6 separate regions of the Mus musculus genome follow, and regions 1, 2, 3, 5 and 6 are each linked to region 4. Evidence: chromatin contacts called from public ChIA-PET and promoter capture Hi-C data. All regions are on one chromosome and are shown on one strand. The core of a region is the stretch at or near the end of the contact, and the rest is flanking DNA. Distances in the headings are between cores, read along the strand shown.

The links. Promoter capture Hi-C pulls out the DNA fragments that hold promoters and counts their contacts. ChIA-PET counts read pairs in DNA pulled down with a chosen protein or histone mark.
Region 1: an RNA polymerase II ChIA-PET map of memory CD8 T cells shows a contact between it and region 4, with 122 read pairs. The contact joins the promoter of Sde2 here to the promoter of Itpkb in region 4. A contact is called at or near these places in 4 of 39 promoter capture datasets (the HPC-7 cell line, hippocampal neurons, liver and 1 more), 1 of 484 Hi-C or Micro-C datasets (embryonic fibroblasts) and 1 of 115 datasets of contacts at active chromatin or transcription factors (memory CD8 T cells).
Region 2: an RNA polymerase II ChIA-PET map of memory CD8 T cells shows a contact between it and region 4, with 40 read pairs. The contact joins the promoter of Tmem63a here to the promoter of Itpkb in region 4. A contact is called at or near these places in 1 of 39 promoter capture datasets (pre-B cells) and 2 of 115 datasets of contacts at active chromatin or transcription factors (memory CD8 T cells and pancreatic cancer cells).
Region 3: a contact with region 4 is called in a promoter capture Hi-C map of pre-B cells, with 3 times the contacts expected there. The contact joins the promoter of Sccpdh here to the promoter of Itpkb in region 4. A contact is called at or near these places in 3 of 39 promoter capture datasets (hippocampal neurons, liver and pre-B cells).
Region 5: a promoter capture Hi-C map of pre-B cells shows a contact between it and region 4, with 2.8 times the contacts expected there. The contact joins the promoter of Pycr2 here to the promoter of Itpkb in region 4. A contact is called at or near these places in 2 of 39 promoter capture datasets (liver and pre-B cells) and 2 of 115 datasets of contacts at active chromatin or transcription factors (memory CD8 T cells and pancreatic cancer cells).
Region 6: an RNA polymerase II ChIA-PET map of memory CD8 T cells shows a contact between it and region 4, with 34 read pairs. The contact joins the promoter of Wdr26 here to the promoter of Itpkb in region 4. A contact is called at or near these places in 2 of 115 datasets of contacts at active chromatin or transcription factors (memory CD8 T cells and microglia).

Annotation. Positions count from the first base shown.
Region 1 is chr1:180,849,892-180,852,591 of GRCm38.p6, forward strand. It overlaps Sde2 (SDE2 telomere maintenance homolog (S. pombe)), which reads left to right and starts at 1,260. Exons shown (of 7, transcript NM_145943.1): 1 at 1,260-1,401. The coding sequence starts at 1,282.
Region 2 is chr1:180,941,208-180,943,907 of GRCm38.p6, forward strand. Tmem63a (transmembrane protein 63a) reads left to right here and starts at 1,311. Exons shown (of 23, transcript NM_144794.2): 1 at 1,311-1,352.
Region 3 is chr1:179,666,863-179,669,562 of GRCm38.p6, forward strand. It overlaps Sccpdh (saccharopine dehydrogenase (putative)), which reads left to right and starts at 1,369. Exons shown (of 12, transcript NM_178653.3): 1 at 1,369-1,683. The coding sequence starts at 1,494.
Region 4 is chr1:180,329,147-180,331,846 of GRCm38.p6, forward strand. It overlaps Itpkb (inositol 1,4,5-trisphosphate 3-kinase B), which reads left to right and starts at 1,330. Exons shown (of 8, transcript NM_001081175.1): 1 at 1,330-1,633. It also overlaps the pseudogene Gm5069.
Region 5 is chr1:180,902,913-180,905,612 of GRCm38.p6, forward strand. Pycr2 (pyrroline-5-carboxylate reductase family, member 2) reads left to right here and starts at 1,362. Exons shown (of 7, transcript NM_133705.2): 1 at 1,362-1,618; 2 at 1,832-1,902. The coding sequence starts at 1,552.
Region 6 is chr1:181,210,549-181,213,248 of GRCm38.p6, forward strand. It overlaps Wdr26 (WD repeat domain 26), which reads right to left and starts at 1,430. Exons shown (of 14, transcript NM_145514.5): 1 at 528-1,430. The coding sequence starts at 889. It overlaps Gm38664, which reads left to right and starts at 888. Exons shown (of 6, transcript XM_011238899.2): 1 at 888-951; 2 at 1,262-1,498. The coding sequence starts at 888.

The DNA of each region.
Region 1 (2,700 bases), core at 10-2,509, 520 kb after region 4:
TTGTCTGGAAGGTCACATGCTTCCCAGTTTGTCCTGCTTACGTATCGGATGAGACGCCTGTAGGCCTCTGGGTTACTACTACAACACTCATAAAATACTGCTTCTATGCACAACATGCTTTGTGTAATTATTCTTCATCTCCTGGAATCTTCATGGAGGCCCGCTTTCCCGCCTGTGTGCACCAACAGATCTATAACTCCACAGAACTGCAAGTCCTATTTTTGTTCATTTTCACAGTTAAAGGATTTCAAGATTTTGTGCTTTCTCCTCAGCGATTAGTTCCATCGGCCTGCATCTTAACAGCCGAGAATATGGCTCTGCGGGCCAGGGCATCTGTGTTCAGGAGACTGAGTTATCCTCCCGATAATCCTCCCAGCTTCATGCTAGCAGCTTTTAAATTGTTTAGTATTTCAGAGACAACATCATCTCAGCATATTAAATATTAAGGGCCTCCCTCAGCACCCGAACCTTAAAGTTGTTCTCTGTAAAATCTGCGCGAGTGTTCCCAGGGCACAGAAAGAACGTTACAGCGGGGGTTTTTGGAAGCAGTATGGCTATAAACGTCACTCCCGCCCCTGCCGTTCACAAGGGCCCATTTGCTGTGAAATATTTTGAAAACACAGCTGAAGCGGGGACAGCGCAGAGCGCAAACATGCAAAAATAGGAACGAGCCGAACGTGATGGAAGGAACGTGAAGGGGGGTTCAGGAAATGAACATAAACCTCTAGGGAACTACGCAGGCCGGGGCTGCGGTTTGGGGACCACTGGGGGCCGTTCTCTAGGACTGGGAGGCCTCGCGGGTAGAGGAAGCCGTTTTTCTCCCCGCAGCACCGGGAAGCAGTGGCTGCCTGGGACACAGCCCTCCCAATCCCAAAAATAGCTGCACAAACCGGAGTGGCGCGCTGGCCTGCGGCGCTGGGCGGAGCCACGGGCAGCTTATCACCCCCAGCCAAAGCGCTGTAGCCCAAGCGCAGCAACCGCGCCCAGAGCTCGCCCTTTATAGCCAGTCCCTTGAGCCCCGCCCTAGCAACCGCCCCTAGCAACGCCTAGCTCCAGCGCTCCGCGGTCTTATCGGCCTCAGGCAGGCCTTTCCTGTCCCCCTCCCCCACGCCAGCTCGCGTGACGCCGGGCCACGTGACCGCCTTCCGGAAAGGCGGGGGTGAGTGGTGGAAACCCGGGAGGCGGGGCGCTGGAAGACGAGGCCTTCCGTCATCGAGATGCGACCGGATGGCTGTGTCGCCTAGTGCCTGTCGCAGTCCAGAGGTTCCGTCACCAGACGAAATGGCGGAGGCTGCGGTGGTGGCGTGGGTTCGCGGCCCCGGTACCGTGTGGAAGGCGCTGCCGTGTGCCTCGGTTGGGTGCTCCGTGCGCGATGTGATCTACCGACACTGCCAGGAACAGGTGAGGATGGCGGTTCCCGGGAAATGGGGGAAAGAGATCACCAAGCCAGGCTGGGTTCGTCGTTGGGTGTTTCTGACTAATATGGGGACATTCCTCTGCTAGTCTATGGCAGTCGTTGTTTTGTCCCCACGTCGTAAGAGAATCTCCGTCCATTTACTGCGCTTTGTCCAACCTCGACTACAAACTCTCGTTCTGTTTCTTTTATCCCCCCAAATGATACCTTTAAGGTTCTCTTCTTACATTCACATTATAGATAGGAATATGCTTTCTTACCGACCCTCAGGACACCCATCCAGGCCAAAGAACGGTTAGAGAAGGATATGGAGTCATCCTGACAGAGCCAATCACTCACAGATATTCTTGGGCCTCTTTAGACTCTGCCATGTGGATATAAAACCCTGGTTAAGTGCTTCTAAAGTTTTAAGCTTTAATTCCCAAAGAAGCAGGCTTATACTGACTAGGAAATCTCAAACCTCTTCAATCATCTAAAGAGTTTACTGGGTTCCCTGAGTCTAATTTTAATCTGGGCGTTTGGTATAGAACAGTTTTTCTGTATGACTGCGCCTTCGTTGTAGTCTGTTTTCTCTGCTTGTTATGTAGAAACATAACAAATGTTAAAATACCAAATCTGTTCCTAAAGAGACTTGGATGAGTTCCAAGAAGAATATGTGATTTTCTAATTTCTTTGTCCTTTAAAAAACAAGGACAAGAAAGTCTTTCCTTGTAGCCCAGGATGTTCTGAACATACTGGAGGGCTGGGATTATTGGTGTGTCCCACCACATCTAGCCTTTGTTTTCTTCTCTATTCTGCGGTCTAGTAAGAAAAACAGAACCTTTTTTTAGCCATTCGAATTCAGATACTTTCCAAAACAGGTGACTTTTCAATGTATTTGAAGAATAATTTTCAAGTTTTATTTTTAAACTTAAAATTGATCCATAAACAATAGAATCTTAACAATGAGGAGTGTTGGAAATACACTTTTTTGAAAGGACACAGAAATAAGGCTGGGCCTGGTGGTGTATGCCTCTAATCTCAGCACTTGAGAGGTTTGGGGGTTCTTAGCCACGTCTCTATAGTGGTTTTGGGGCAGCCTGGACTATGTGAAACCCTGCTTGAAAGCAAAACAGCCTCCTATCACCTCGTCCTTAGATTTAACAGAGGCACTGTACATGGACTATGGGAGTCCAGACATCCAGAAAAAACCCCCAATAGAATTGAGTTTGGAGAACAGGTAAGCAGAAGCAGTTATCAGAGAGCATTTGAGTCTGTCTGTTACTTAACAACAGTAAATGTGAGTG
Region 2 (2,700 bases), core at 61-2,560, 610 kb after region 4:
GCTGGGCCATTATCCTAATGACTGGGGCTAGATCCCAGGCCACAGGCCAGGCAGGTGTCAGCGTGATCAACAAAGGCAGAAATGAGGATGTGTGGGATGGGAGCCTGGAGAAGATCAGGCAGAGCCAATCTGAGGAGCCAAGTGCATAAATGACTGGGGGCCTACAACCAGGGACCTAGAGAAGCCAGTTGTGGGGTCCCTAACAAAGAAAAGACAAGGACAGAGGATGGCTCTGGGAAATTAACTGTTAGCTAGGTCTTAAGGGGTTGGAGGATGGGAGTGGGAAGGGACAGAGAACCAAAGAGGAAAGAGACACCCTGTTTCAGATAGTTGCAGGCTGGGCTAGAATCAGGACCAGGGAGGCTGCGAGAGTATTTTTATCTTTACAGTAGAAGATGAAAGCTAAAACATGGAAGTGAGGTCAGAGAAGCAGCAAAACTGTGCCTTAGGGAATGAGGATTTGCCGGGCATGGCGGTGTCAGTGTGGCAAGAACTCAGCAGCAAGCTTTGGTCCCACTCCTTTCCTTGTGTAAACCGAGACCTGCAAGTGGGTGGTTTGAGGCAGTGGCCCCTCCAGGATCCTTACTCCATTTCCCTAAAGATCCAGCGTCGGTCCTGTCCTGGGAGAGGGCGCAGAGCAGGTCCAGAGGCCGCTGTTATCTGGAAACCTCCAAGTCGCAGCCAGAACACACCAGACGCTCAGCGTGTTTGGTCCCAGTTGGCAACGCTGGTGACCCGGGGCAGAGCAGTAACGCGTGGTCCTAGGGAACGCTGGAAATGTTGTTCTTTATTTGGGGCAGGACAGAGCTTTGTAACTTTCAAGGTCCCGGCTCTCTTATGCGGCGGGACTGGGAACAGGGTAGGTCCACTGCGCCCTGGTGTTCCCCCGCCCTGAAATCCAACTGGGCCAGCTTAGAATTTCCTGGGGACATTCAATCACGAACATTTGCAGATGCTCTCCAACGCCGCAACTATCCTAGGCACGGCCCAGTGCCCTCTCAGTGGGGATGTGCTAGGGCACAAAGGAAAGGCAGTTCGGAGACGTCCTCTCCCAGCCTTGTGGGCGTTAGCTGGTCTGGTCCCGCCCCTAGACCTCCGTGAGGACGGCCACGCGTGGACCAGCGTTAGAGAACCACATTGGGGTTCACTGCCCGGCGCACAGAGCTCGAGGTCCTGCTGGGGCCGGCGCGAGCGAAGAGTCCAAATTAGGTAACGCGTGGACACAGTTCTGCGCATGTGCAAGAGGAGCCGGAGTTTCACTTTGTAACTTTTAAGTGGTGCGGACGCCACCCCGCCTCGCCAGGTACGGACTGACCACTCCCCCGGGCGCGCGCGCCGCGCCGCCGCCGCAGGTAAAGTGGGAAGGGGAGCAGAGATGGGGAGGTTGCGGCCAGCCCCTCCCAGGACGCGCCGGCCCGGGTCCTCGCGGGGCGGGGCGCCTCGGGTCGCTTTCCCCGGGGACTGTCTGGTGACAGTAGCGGGGTAGGTGGCTGGAGAGTGCCAATCAAGCCCCGCGCCGCTGGGACTTCCTGACAGCTCTTGGCTGCGTGGCGGATCCTTCCCTCCACCTCCTCGGCGGGCTTTGGAGTTTGTTTGTGGAGTCGGATCTCCCCGCCTAACCCGAAGGGCAGCGTCGGAGCCCTCTTTTCTTTAATTCCTTACGAGGCTAGACCCGGCTTGGGCGGGCTTCGTACTGTCCGGGTGACCACTCCCTCCTGCCCGGGTAGCACCGGGTGGAGGAAAACTGGGGACTTGGGAAAGGGCGGGAGGGGGAGGGAAGAGCTGAGACGGCAAAGAAACCACATCCGACAACAACTTACCCAGACCTGATAAGCCTGGCTACCTGACACCTCGGGTGAGGTGGAGTTGCTGTCTTTCTGTCCCAAACAGGAGCCAACAGCTTGTAGGGACTTTTGCAAAAGGCCTGGGAACATATTTTCTCTCCTGAAGCTTTGGCTGGGTCCCAGAGCCTGCCCTGTTGAGAGTTTGGGGTGCCAATGATATGGTGGAGTGCTGAGCGTTTGCGTGTACGAATATTCACTGGATGTGGGATGGTGGCTATTGCTAAGTGTGTACCTAGGCAGGGATCCTGAGACCACAGTGTCTAATTGCTGTTTTTAAGGCCCCCTCGCTCCTCGTAGTGATGCGGTTGGAATACAGCCTTTTGCCTTGCACATTCTAGGCGTGCACTTGGCTTTGAGCAGCATTTCCATCCCTTAGGGACTTGTTTGATTTCTTCCCTACACACACCCAGAGCCTTCTCTCTCTGGCTTGGCTGCCCCTTGGTGGGTGTGCTCCCATCTGCCCTCTCAGAGCGTGTTCCTTTGGGAAGGCAAGAACGGACTGGCTCATTGAAAGCCTAGAGAATGTTTCTGTAGCAGCCTCTGACTCTGCTGCTGCTGGGTGGGCACAGGTTGCTCCGACTGGAGGAGAGGGTCTCGGACTGTGGCTTCTGATCCCTCTCACTTGTCAAGCCTTTCTTGTTTGCTCTGCGGTATTTGATTTCCCTGATTCTAGCCCACAGGGGATATTGAGGCAGAGAAGCAGCCCTTATGTCTGCATGAGGCAGAATAGGCTACCTGGTTGAGGAGGCCCTTAGGCCTTCTGTTTTGCTTTTGAGGCAGGGTCTTACTATGTAGCCACGGATGGCCTAGAACTCACAGAGATCCACCTGCCTCTGCCTCCTGAATGTTGGGGTAA
Region 3 (2,700 bases), core at 119-2,618, 660 kb before region 4:
GATCCCCTGGAACTGGAGTTACAGAAGGCTGTAAGTTGCCTTGTGGGTGCTAGGAATCGAACCTGAGTTCTCTGGAAGAGCATCTAGTGTGCTTAACTGTGGAGCCATCTCTTCATTCCCCAAGAATTTCTTGATCGTGAGAGAAAACCAACTAGAGCATTAAAAACAAAACAAAACAAAACAACAACAACAAAAAACAGCAGGGGAAGCTGGTCCAGTGCTCAGGAGGCAGAGGCTGGTGGATCTGAGCTGGAGGCTGGCCTAGTCTACCAAGAGAGTCCCAGGACAGCCACCAGAGTTAACAAAGAGAAACACTGTCTCAAAAAAACAAAAGAAAAGGAGTGGGGTGGGAAGTGGGGTGGAAGGCTTGTAATTCAAAGACTCAGGAGACTGACACTGGAGGACCCAGATTCTGAGGCCACAGAGAAGCTGTCTGGAAACAAAAGCAACAACAAAACTTTAAGCAAGCTTAAGACAAAGGAAAACAAACAAACAAACAACGCTCAACAATAATCAGCAATTTGGGCAGCCCTGAAAACCAGAGCTGGGTCTAAGAAATCCAGAACGGAATTCAAGTCAAGTGATATTTACAGAAAAAAAAAAAAAAAATCACTAAGGCAAATGAGAGGCTTCATGGGATAGTGGTCATCTAAATACCCTGGCCTAGCTGCTGTACCCACCCCCATGGACATTCTGCTTTCTACAATAAGTCTCAACGAACACGATTAGGTTTGGTCTGTAGCAGCTCCGAGAATAGCTCAGTAGGCACAAGTGCTTACTGCTGATCCTGACATTTGATCCCTAGACTAGTTGTCCCCTGGCTCCTGTGGCACGGGCGTGTGCACAGACAAGACATACAGACGCATAAACAAACTTAAAAATAATTTAAAAAATTTTTTTAAAGGAAGCCTAGCCCAAAGCAATGGTCTCTGACACCATCAGAAAGGCTGGATGACAGACAGTCAGTCCAATGCTCTCAGCTCGGGTCACCAGCGTTCCTTATTGCTAATAAGCTTCTCCTCCGCCACCGACTTCCAAGCTCCAGTTCTCGGCGTGGGCGACCCCCCGGCCGTCTCTTTTCGCAATCCCCCCAGAGAAGCGGGAAGAACCGGCCCGCCCTGGTTCTGCTTCAGGGGAACCAAGAGGACGCGATGATTCGGGTGGCCAGATTGATGCGGGTAGCCGGGCGGCGGGCAGCAATGGGCCGTCGGCCGCTCCTGTCAGCCACCGAAGCGGACGTGCAGCCCGAGCCGGATGTGGCGGCGCGGCACCGGCCGGTGGCCCGGGATGCGGCGCAGCAGCTTGGTCGCGAGGAGGCGTGGGCGTGGCTGTGGGCGTGGCCCGCGCGTGGGCCGAAGGGAGCCGGGCGCTGTAGCCGCGCCGACGGCGGCCAGGACAGCGGCGGTTGCTGCGCCCGGTACTGGGGTCCCGGCCTGAGGCGCAGGCGCGGTGGACTCAGCCCGCCCCGGGCTGCAGCTCGCTGTGGACTCGTCATGGCGACGGAGCAGAGGCCTTTCCACCTGGTGGTGTTCGGCGCCTCTGGCTTCACCGGCCAGTTCGTGACGGAGGAGGTGGCCCGGGAGCAGATAGCCTCGGAGCAGAGCTCCCGCCTGCCCTGGGCCGTGGCGGGTCGCTCCAAGGAGAAGCTGCAGCAAGTGCTGGAGAAGGCTGCCCAGAAACTGGGTAACACGGCGGGGTCGCCGGGGTGGGCAGGGCCGGGCCGGGCTGGGCGCAGGTCGCCGAGGGGCGTCTCCCTAGCGTGCGCCTGCATCGAGCCCTGCGGGAGGACCGGACGCCTCGCCTGGCCGAGCCGGGCCGGGCCTTGTTCCGCTCCTAAATTAAAGGAAAAAAAGAAGAAAAGGCTTTTCTCTCCCTCCCAATTTGGGGATCTCCACTGTCGAGAGAGAGTTCAGAACTTCAGTGGCTCCTCTGTCCATCTCTGTTGTTCTGATGGGTTTGAAGGGTTCTTGTACTTGTGGGAAAGGGAAATAAGACACGGATTTCTTGGAGGTCCATTGTAGTTTGTCTCTTGGGGACAATTAAGAAAGCTGAGTTGTACTAGCAATATTATAGTGCACCTATTTTTGTGGCTTGGTGATACGGATTTAGCTCAGCACTTCTGAACGTGGTAAGCATATACACCGTGCTTCTGAGTTACCCCGCTAGCTGCTTGCTTTTTTGTGTGTGTGTGTTTTTCTGGTTTTCAGTTTGTGTTTTTGCTTGTCGAAATCCGCCTGCAGTTCTCACTTTAATTGCTTGAGGCAGTGTGGGCTGACCTGGACATACTGATGCCCTTGCCTCTTCGCACCCCCACCCTCCACTCCAGTCGTCTTATTCTTAATAAAAATGTGGGAATTTTTTTTTTCTTTTTAAGTTTTGGATGTTTACTTATTCTTTCAGCTTCTAGTCAACATGTTGATTGAGTAGTATTTTCCATGCTAGGCCTTGTCCTAAGTGTTGTGATGCACACATGGGAGTGAGGAGGGACACGTGGGTGCTCTTGCGTGTACACACACACACACACACACACACCCAACCTTTTTGCTTTGGGGAAGCACCCGACTTAGAACCCCATAGCCTTGGAGTTTGGCAACTAAATCTCCACCCAGGACAAGTCATACTTGTTCTTCATTCTTTCTATTCAGTTTTATGGTTCCACACTGAGCCTTGTCAGGGCAAGGGAACACAGCCTTTTGTTTT
Region 4 (2,700 bases), core at 80-2,579:
TCTAGATAGAGGTGGCTTCTTTGTCTCACGGTAATACTAGAACACACACAGGACAGGCATCTTTATTCAGCCCCATTGAGGGTGAGAGGGAAACCAGATTCAAGCCTTCCAGGGTATGTTAAAAAAAATAAAAAATAAAACAAAAACAAAACAAAACAAAACCAGAAAGGACTTGTCCGATTCCAGGAATTCTTGGCTGGAAGGGCTCTTGGTTTCAAATTTGCTTGAGTCTTTTCCTGACCAAGCTGCAGGTTGCTTTGCTCACTTCAACGGTATTGTTACATAAACAAGTAAGCTGTCTGCTTGCTACAGGCGGTCAGGTTTTCCATCCGAGGTTTGGCTAATCAGGATATATGGGCGGATACAAGCTTAGGATTCTTAAATCTCCTAAACCTCGCAGCTGTGTTCCCTGTTTCCACTAAACGCTAGAGTTTAAGATTTAGGGAATTATGCAAAACAGGCTTGCAGTGCCGGGTGGGGCTTAAGTGTGTGTGTATGGGGGCAGGGAGTGTCCCCCGCCCTCCAGTGTTGCCTGGTGCCCCCCCCCCTTTATTTGAGGGTAGAGTAGAACCCTTGAAAACGCAGGAGTAAATTCACAGGAGACTGAGCAAGTGGTTGAAGACATTGATCGGGCCTCAGCCCCAGGACTATGCTTTTTCTTAAAATAACTTTTTGAGAGTTGAGTGCAAAAATACGCGAACAGCACAGCCTCTGTGTGCGTTTATAGATAACTGCTTAATGCAGAGCTCCTTCACACATCTAGCCTACAAGACACTCAGCAGCTCACAGTCCAACCAGTCTTCCAAAATTCTACCATGGTGCATTAAAACCTAAAACTGTGCAAGGAAATGCCCTGCAATATATGCAATATACCTTGTAAAAAGTTGCCTATTGTAGTACAAGTACACCCTCTGCTTAGGCAGAATATTACCCCTCTTTCGATGCTAGAAAAATCCCCCCCCCAGCAGCTTTGTTTAGCACACTCAAAATTTTATTAAAAACAGTTTTCAAACGTAGCTTCATAAAACTAGACACCAGCAAACCTTGGTCGAGGGATGGAAAATAAATCGTATATCTTTAACCCGCAGAAGTTAAAGTCTTTTTTTTTTTTTTTTTTTTTTTTGTTAGCTAACAATGGAAACTTTTTTTTTAAGTGTTTCCCTCCCTCGGTTTGCCAAGCAATAGAAAAAAAAAAAAAAAAGAAGAAAAGAAAAACTTGTTCCGCTGAGTTCAACCCCAGACAGGCTCACAACTTCCTTCCTGCTTTCCTCCCCCAAGCCCCCGCCTCTCTGCCTCCTCCCTCAACCCCCAACTTTTTTTTTTTTTTTTAAATCTTACATTGAACAAACACTGAAGTAGCAGGGAGCAGACGCTGACAGCGGTAGTGTCTCCAACCAAGCACAGAGCAACGCAGGGTCGGCCTGGCGGTGTCCCCTCCGGGATCGCCTAGTCCCTGCGCCGGTACATTCAGCTTCGTTGCACCCCACTTTTTCCGTCTTCCATAAGTTGTTGCGGAAACCCTTTGGGAGCTTTTTTATTTTTTTAAAAAAACTTTAAGCCACTTGGTCTGTACGAGCCCGGAGTCCCCGGGGCATGTCGCCTGCACGGGACCTGGAAGTCTGAGCAATTGCAGGTAAGCGTGGCGGCTCCTTCCTGGCCCTCGTCTCTGAACCCTCTTTCCGCTCCATCTGTGCTGGGGTTCCTCTGGGTGTTCCGGGGTCCGAGCACAGCACGGAGGTGAGGGCTAGAACGACGGAGAAGGGAGGCTGATTTGGGACGGTAGCGTGGCGTGGCCTTGGGGGCAGAGGAGGCGATTCGACTTTCCCATCGCCTTCCGGGCCGCTGCGCCGCCACCACCTCCCCGGCGCGCTGCGGGCGTCTGGGGCTCGGCTTGCCCGGCGGCTCCCCTGGCGCCAGGCGAGGCTGCCCGGGATGCGCGAGGCCCTGCCCTCGGCCGGCCGCGCTGCTCCGGGGCTTAGCTTGCGGGACCCCGAAGGGCTGCAAATTCTCAGGCCTGCACAATTAGAAGGCCTCCGGGCTGCAACTGTGCAAGCAAGCCCAGAGTTCCTCCGAGGGGTGTGGGTCCCGGAGGGGGCAGCTGGGTCCTCGCTAACAGGATGCGCGCAGGGCTGAGTAGCTGCGGACATGCATCCCCTCTCCCAAACACACACACACACACACACACACACACACACACACACACACTCGCTGCAGGGTCTGAGGGGACAGTAGGGAGCCACCAGGATTGATTCCAGTGCTGGATACTGCAGAGTTTGCTCCCTGGCGCGCACGCGTGCCCACATTCACAAAACACACTTGTTTGGAGACAGACAGACATCAAGGCTAGTGCTGAAAAGTGCCTGGACTGCCCCACCCCCACCCACCCCCGCGCTCTTCCCGGCCTTTCATAGGCCGAGAGGCATAGCCCCAGACCAGGATCAGAAAGAAAACGGTGGGCACACAAGTCCCCTTCCAGGTCTCGGCTCCAGCAGCGGTTTGGGGAAGGCAGGTCCGGGTCAGGTTCCCTGTGACTTGGCCTCTGATGTCCTGAGAGGGTGGAGCAGGGTTGCCTGTCATCCTCGATAGCCGGTGTTTGCTCTGGCCAAGGAAACCTGGCCAGTCTCGAGGAGGGAACCAGCGAGTTGCACCTCCTCCCTCGGCCATCCGCGTGGCTACCGAGACTAATTTCAGAATTTGGGA
Region 5 (2,700 bases), core at 112-2,611, 570 kb after region 4:
AATTTTTGGGTAATAGACATGGATTCCTGTGTAATACAGGGAGCTAAGGGAGGGTTGGCTGCTGCAGATTGGCCATCTGCCTAGCCTGGGACACCTCAGTACTCTGTCCCATTGTCTGGTTCTTCCTAATTCTCAGAAGGGGCAGGCGTGTTACTTAAGGATAAGACAAGGGTGAAGGCCCTGAGGCACTGATAAAAATGATGCTGGGGGCGGAGAACCCGGGGAGAGGGGAGGGAGGAGGCTGAACTGGTTTTCCTATTGGCTGGGAGGTCCGGAAGGGAAGGGCTGGACGGTAGGGTCAGGGTGGGGCACTCCTGGAGGGTGTGTCCCAAATGGCTGGGTGGGAAGGTAGCTATTCATCTACCTCACTGTAGCAGAATACAAGAAAGCAGATAGTATGTATGTAGTTTCCAATTCTAGGAAGACTGGTAGGAAGGTCCATTGAGTTCAGGAACTTAAGTCTAGCCTGGGCAACAAAGCAAGAGATTCTGGCCAGAAAAAAAAAATCGTTCCACTTTAACTGTTTGGTTCGTCCATTAATGGAATAAATACACGTTAGAATCTTGTGTAAAATAACGTTTCGGTGGCGTTGGGAAACTGCTTATGATTGGTATACTATAGAAATGTATGTACTACACGCCTATAATCCCATCCCTCAAGAGGATGAGGCAGGAAGGTCACTAGTTCAAGAACAGCCTGGGCTACATAGTGAAACACTTTCCAAAAGTCAAACCCAACTTGTGGCTGTTCCTGAGCCCTCTGGTGCGTCTGGACATGTTTCGAGAAATCTTTCTGGGAATAAACAATACAATTCTAATGGAAGAGAGGAGATGTCACTGGTGATTCGGGACAGCTCCTGAAAAGCTTCGATGCTGGGTCTCTTTGTATACTCTAAAACCACAAGGTGGGGTGGACAAACAAGCAGTCATTTCTCACTGTCTCAGCTGTTTCTCCAGGTCGCCCTGTTCCGGGTAGCAAGAGAAGTCATGCTTGGCCAACAGGCCGTGCAAGCAGTGCTTTAAGGAAATCACTAAATAAATCAACAAATCATGATCTAGTAATTCGTCTTTTCTACCTAGTTCTACTTCGGAAGGAGCATGCCGAAGCTGGCTAGCTGTAGCCTGGTGTCCATGAGGGGTACATCTCTAATAGGCGTTTTGGAGATCTCACTCCTGAACCAGAGTTAGAAACCAACTCTTCTAACCAGGAATTACCAGTGTCCCAGGCAGGGCCAAGCAGACCCGCACCAGCGGAGCTAACAGGTTCCACCCGCTGCGCGATCAGGAGGCGGGCGCACGGCCTGACGGCGATGCCGATTGGTCCGCCCCAGACCCGAGCCTCGGATTGGTTGCCTTGGACACGTGGCCAACCGGAGGCTGCGTATTTGGCGGTGGATGCTCTGGGATACTTGGGGCCTCTCTAGCAGTTCATCTGGTGCATCCCGGTTTGAAAGCTGTTCCGAGCAATTCGGGTCCATCTTTTTCCACGCGCGGACACTGACCCCGGGATCCCCAGAGTCCCCGGATCGGCGCTCGCCGGGATCCTGCGGCCATGAGCGTGGGTTTCATCGGCGCAGGCCAGCTGGCCTGTGCTCTGGCGCGGGGCTTCACGGCCGCGGGTGAGCGCGTGGTCAGCCTTCCCTCTCACCAGAGTGAACGAGTGAGTGAGTGGGTGGGTGGGCGATGAGTGAATGTGAATGGATGGTAGATTTGCATCCATCTGCTGGGAGCATAGCGTCGGAGGCCGGCACTGCTAGAGCTGCTGTTGGCTTCCATTGATGGACTGCATGATTGGGCCATGATCTACAGTTGAAAAACTTTGTTTTCTGTAGGCGTCCTGTCGGCTCACAAGATAATAGCCAGCTCCCCGGATATGGACCTGCCCACGGTGTCTGCGCTCAGGGTAGGCTAGGAGGGATGGAGGGAAGTGGGCAAGAGGAAGAGGCCCAGGAAAAGCGTGTCCGGAGATGCCCTGAGTCTGGCAGGCTCCGACTCTCCTTTAGGGAAGTCATCATTGTAAGCCCTGCACCTTCTCTGAGGCAGCCTTGTGTGGTGGGAGCTCCCAGGCAAAGTTAGTGTCGGATCCTACTGGGGTGAAAGTAGGCATATAAGAAAGGTTCTTTTTGGGCTGGTGAGATGGCTCAGCGGGTAAGAGCACAGACTGTTCTTCCGAAGGTCCTGAGTTCAATCCAGCAACCATATGGTGGCTCACAGCCATCCCTTAACAAAATCTGATGCCCTTTTCTGGAGTGTCTGAAGACAGCTACAGTGTACTTACATATAATAAATAAATAATTCTTTAAAAAAAAAGGTTCTTTTTGTTAGTCTGCTTTGAATTTCACTGCATAGCCCGTGTTGGCTTCTAAGTCTGGAAAATTCTGCTTACCGATGTTGTAAATGACAGCGTTGCTAGGGGACTTGGTGAGTTACGTAGTTTCTTTATTCAATAAAGCTTAATGTCCCAAGTCTTCTAACATCTGGCCAATGTGGGACAGGTGAGCAGATGAAGCACTGTGGATACTGTTTGTGCCTAGTATAGGCTTATGTCCCCAACGCTGTAGGACCCCAGCTATGCACCTCAGAGCCCTAGAGGGGGCCCCGTGGAGACTTGTTACTCCGGTAAACAGCTGTGAGGTTGGGAGTGGGCTTTGCAGCTCTGCTTCCAGACTCTGGGTGCTCAGCTCTTTCCATCAGTTCTCTC
Region 6 (2,700 bases), core at 180-2,679, 880 kb after region 4:
CACTGGGTATCTGACTTCATTATTCCCATCAGATTTACTCGACAGCCTCTTTCCAAATTATGCCAGCCCCTTAGTTCCCATAAACACTTGTAGGCGACTGTCCTTCCTGATTGGTAGTTTGCCTGGGCTGCTGTCGGTCAGGGGTGGGGGTGGGGAGGTGTCCCACAAAGATGCCTCTGAGACACACTTGAAAAACAAATCCTCCAAGGTTCATTATTTCCACCGCTCTGATCCACCCCTCCCCCAGCATAAACAACCTCGGTGTCCGCCTTCCCGGACAGACAATCCTGCTCTGGAGGTGCGCGGGGAGGGGTCGCCCTGGGTTTCCACTACCCCTCCCCAGCCCAGGCGGCTCGGCTGGCCTTAAGACATCGGGCCGATTCCCTTTCCTAGACCTCCCCTCCACCGCCCCCCCCCCCAGGGCTGTCTGTCCCCGGCCTCCTGCGCACTGGGCCCCGGGGTCCCCGCAACCCACCCGGCCGCTCGGCCCCGGCCTGGCCCTCACCAGTTGTAGGACGGACACTTACTTGAGCCCTAGGCCATTGAGGTGCTGTCCTATGAGCCTAATGACATCCTCATCGGACTGCGAGAGCCGCTTCTTCTTCTTGAGGCTGCTGCCCAGCTCGGGGGTGGCCTGGGCGGCGGCGGCGGTGGCGGAGGCCGCGGCGGCCCCGCCGGGAACCCCGTTATTGACACTCAGGCTGTTGCTATTGTTGCCAGCGGCGGAGGGGGCGGCAGGCAGGAGCCCGTTGGCGTGGGCCAGGTCCCCCGCGGACGTCGCCGAAGGGGACGACTCCCCGTTCTGCGCCGACAGGCAGGCGAGCTCCGGGGTCTGGCCCTGGCCCCCGCCGCCCCCGCCGCCGCCTCCTCCCGCCCCGTTGGCCTGCATGGTGCCGCCGCTGACCAGGCTGTGGCCGCTGCTCCGCTGCGGGGCGGCGGGGGCGGCCGGAGGCAGTCCCACCACCACCACCACGGAGGAGGAGGAGGAGGAGGCGGCCGGCGAGGGCGAGGGCGGGGGGGGGAGGCCTGCTCGGCCCGCCGAGGCCCCGGGCTCTCCTGCTCCCTCCGCCGCCGAGGCTCGGGGCTTCTTTCGCGGGGGCGGGGAGGCTCCGCCGGCGTCCGAGTCGGAGGAGGAGGAAGCGGAGGCCAGAGTTTCCTCGCCGAGAGAGGCCGTGGTGGGAGGCCGGCGGGGCGCGGCGGGGGTCGGCGGGGCGGGAGGAGGGGGAGAAGGAGGACCGGGCCCTTCCCCCCCCCTCCGGAGGCGCTCGCGGCGCGGCCCGGGGGCTCGCGGGCACTGGGGGGGGCGCGGGCCCGAAGCTGGGAGCCCGGACGGCGGCGGCGGAGGCGGCGGCGGAGGCAGCGGCCGCCTCGGTGCTGGGTCCGCGCCGCTCCGCTCCCTGGTGTGTTGATTCTTCCCCCAGCTGCTGTCTAATGGAGTCCGGGCGCTGGCGTCACAGGAAATGCCTATACTGCCCTCCTCGCTCACTTCCGGCAGCAGGTATGGAACCTATAGGGGGCTGTCACCCGGCACGTGTGTGTCCGGCGGCCGGGGTGAGGCCGTGGGGTGAAGGCGAGGGCGGCCGGGGGTGGGGGTCCGGCCCCGGCGGGGAGGCGCGACTCAGCACGACCTGGCCCGCCTGTGCGAGGCCGCCCTGGCTCCCCGGGTCAGGCGTGCGAGCTCGGCCTGCAGTAAGTTCGCAGCCTCGCTCCGGGGCCCTGCAGGGTGGGAGGCGGAGATCACGTCCTCGCCCTGCACCCTGAGTGACCCAGAAAGGAGCGAGCGGCCGGCGTGGAGGGGGCCGCAGACGCACTGGCACGGGCCAGGGTGGGGCCGCCGGCGGCCTGGTTTTGCAGCTTGTGACTTCGAGCACAAGGGTGTGCTAGGCCCCTGGCCACCGGCTTCTTGCTCTGCACTCAGGATTTAACCACTGCCTCGGTTTAGGGTGGAAACACTTGAACTTGCACAGCCAAGCACCACACACAGTTGTATCCGTGTCAGTCCAGGACAAGGGAGATGACAGCAGAGCTGAGTGTGCTCCACCCTGGGAAGGCGAAGTCGGCCGTAAACTGCCTTCCCTCTGGGAGGAAAAACAACAACTCGTGGGGGCAAGACGTTTCAAAGGCTGAGGGTGTGTAGAGGCGCTTTGCTTTGGAGTTTTACTAGGTTTGTTTTGTCTTTCTTTTAAGTGCTCGCTCAGATGTCTTGTTCCTGGTTCCTGTACCTCTGACCGAGGGGTGGGATTGGGGCACCGTTTCAGATTCTGGTTTGAAATTTTCAAGTGGCCGGAGTTTCACTGTCCCAGCGCTTTAAACGGCTTTCTTGAGTGGAGAAACACAGCAGCAGAGAACTGAGTAACTATGTTACTCTGTGGCAAATGGTCCATGGGGCCCTAGTCAGTTTCATGGACTTGGGTCGTAGCATGTAGACCTGGTGTGGACAGATATTTTTCCTGACGTGACTTCCATTTGGGAGGAAAACAACAACAAAAAGACCAAACAAACAGACCCAACAGCCTTAAGCAATACATCTTATGTCTCTGAAATTTACAACACTCACAGCTCAGTAATTTTTAGGTCTTTGGGGACAGCCTTTTTTAAATTTAGAAGTGTAATAAAAATTAGCCTATGATTTGTCAAGAATCCTGAGCTCTCTTCATCTTGAGACTGGGAAGAGAGACAGAGACCAGGGCAGTCTTACAG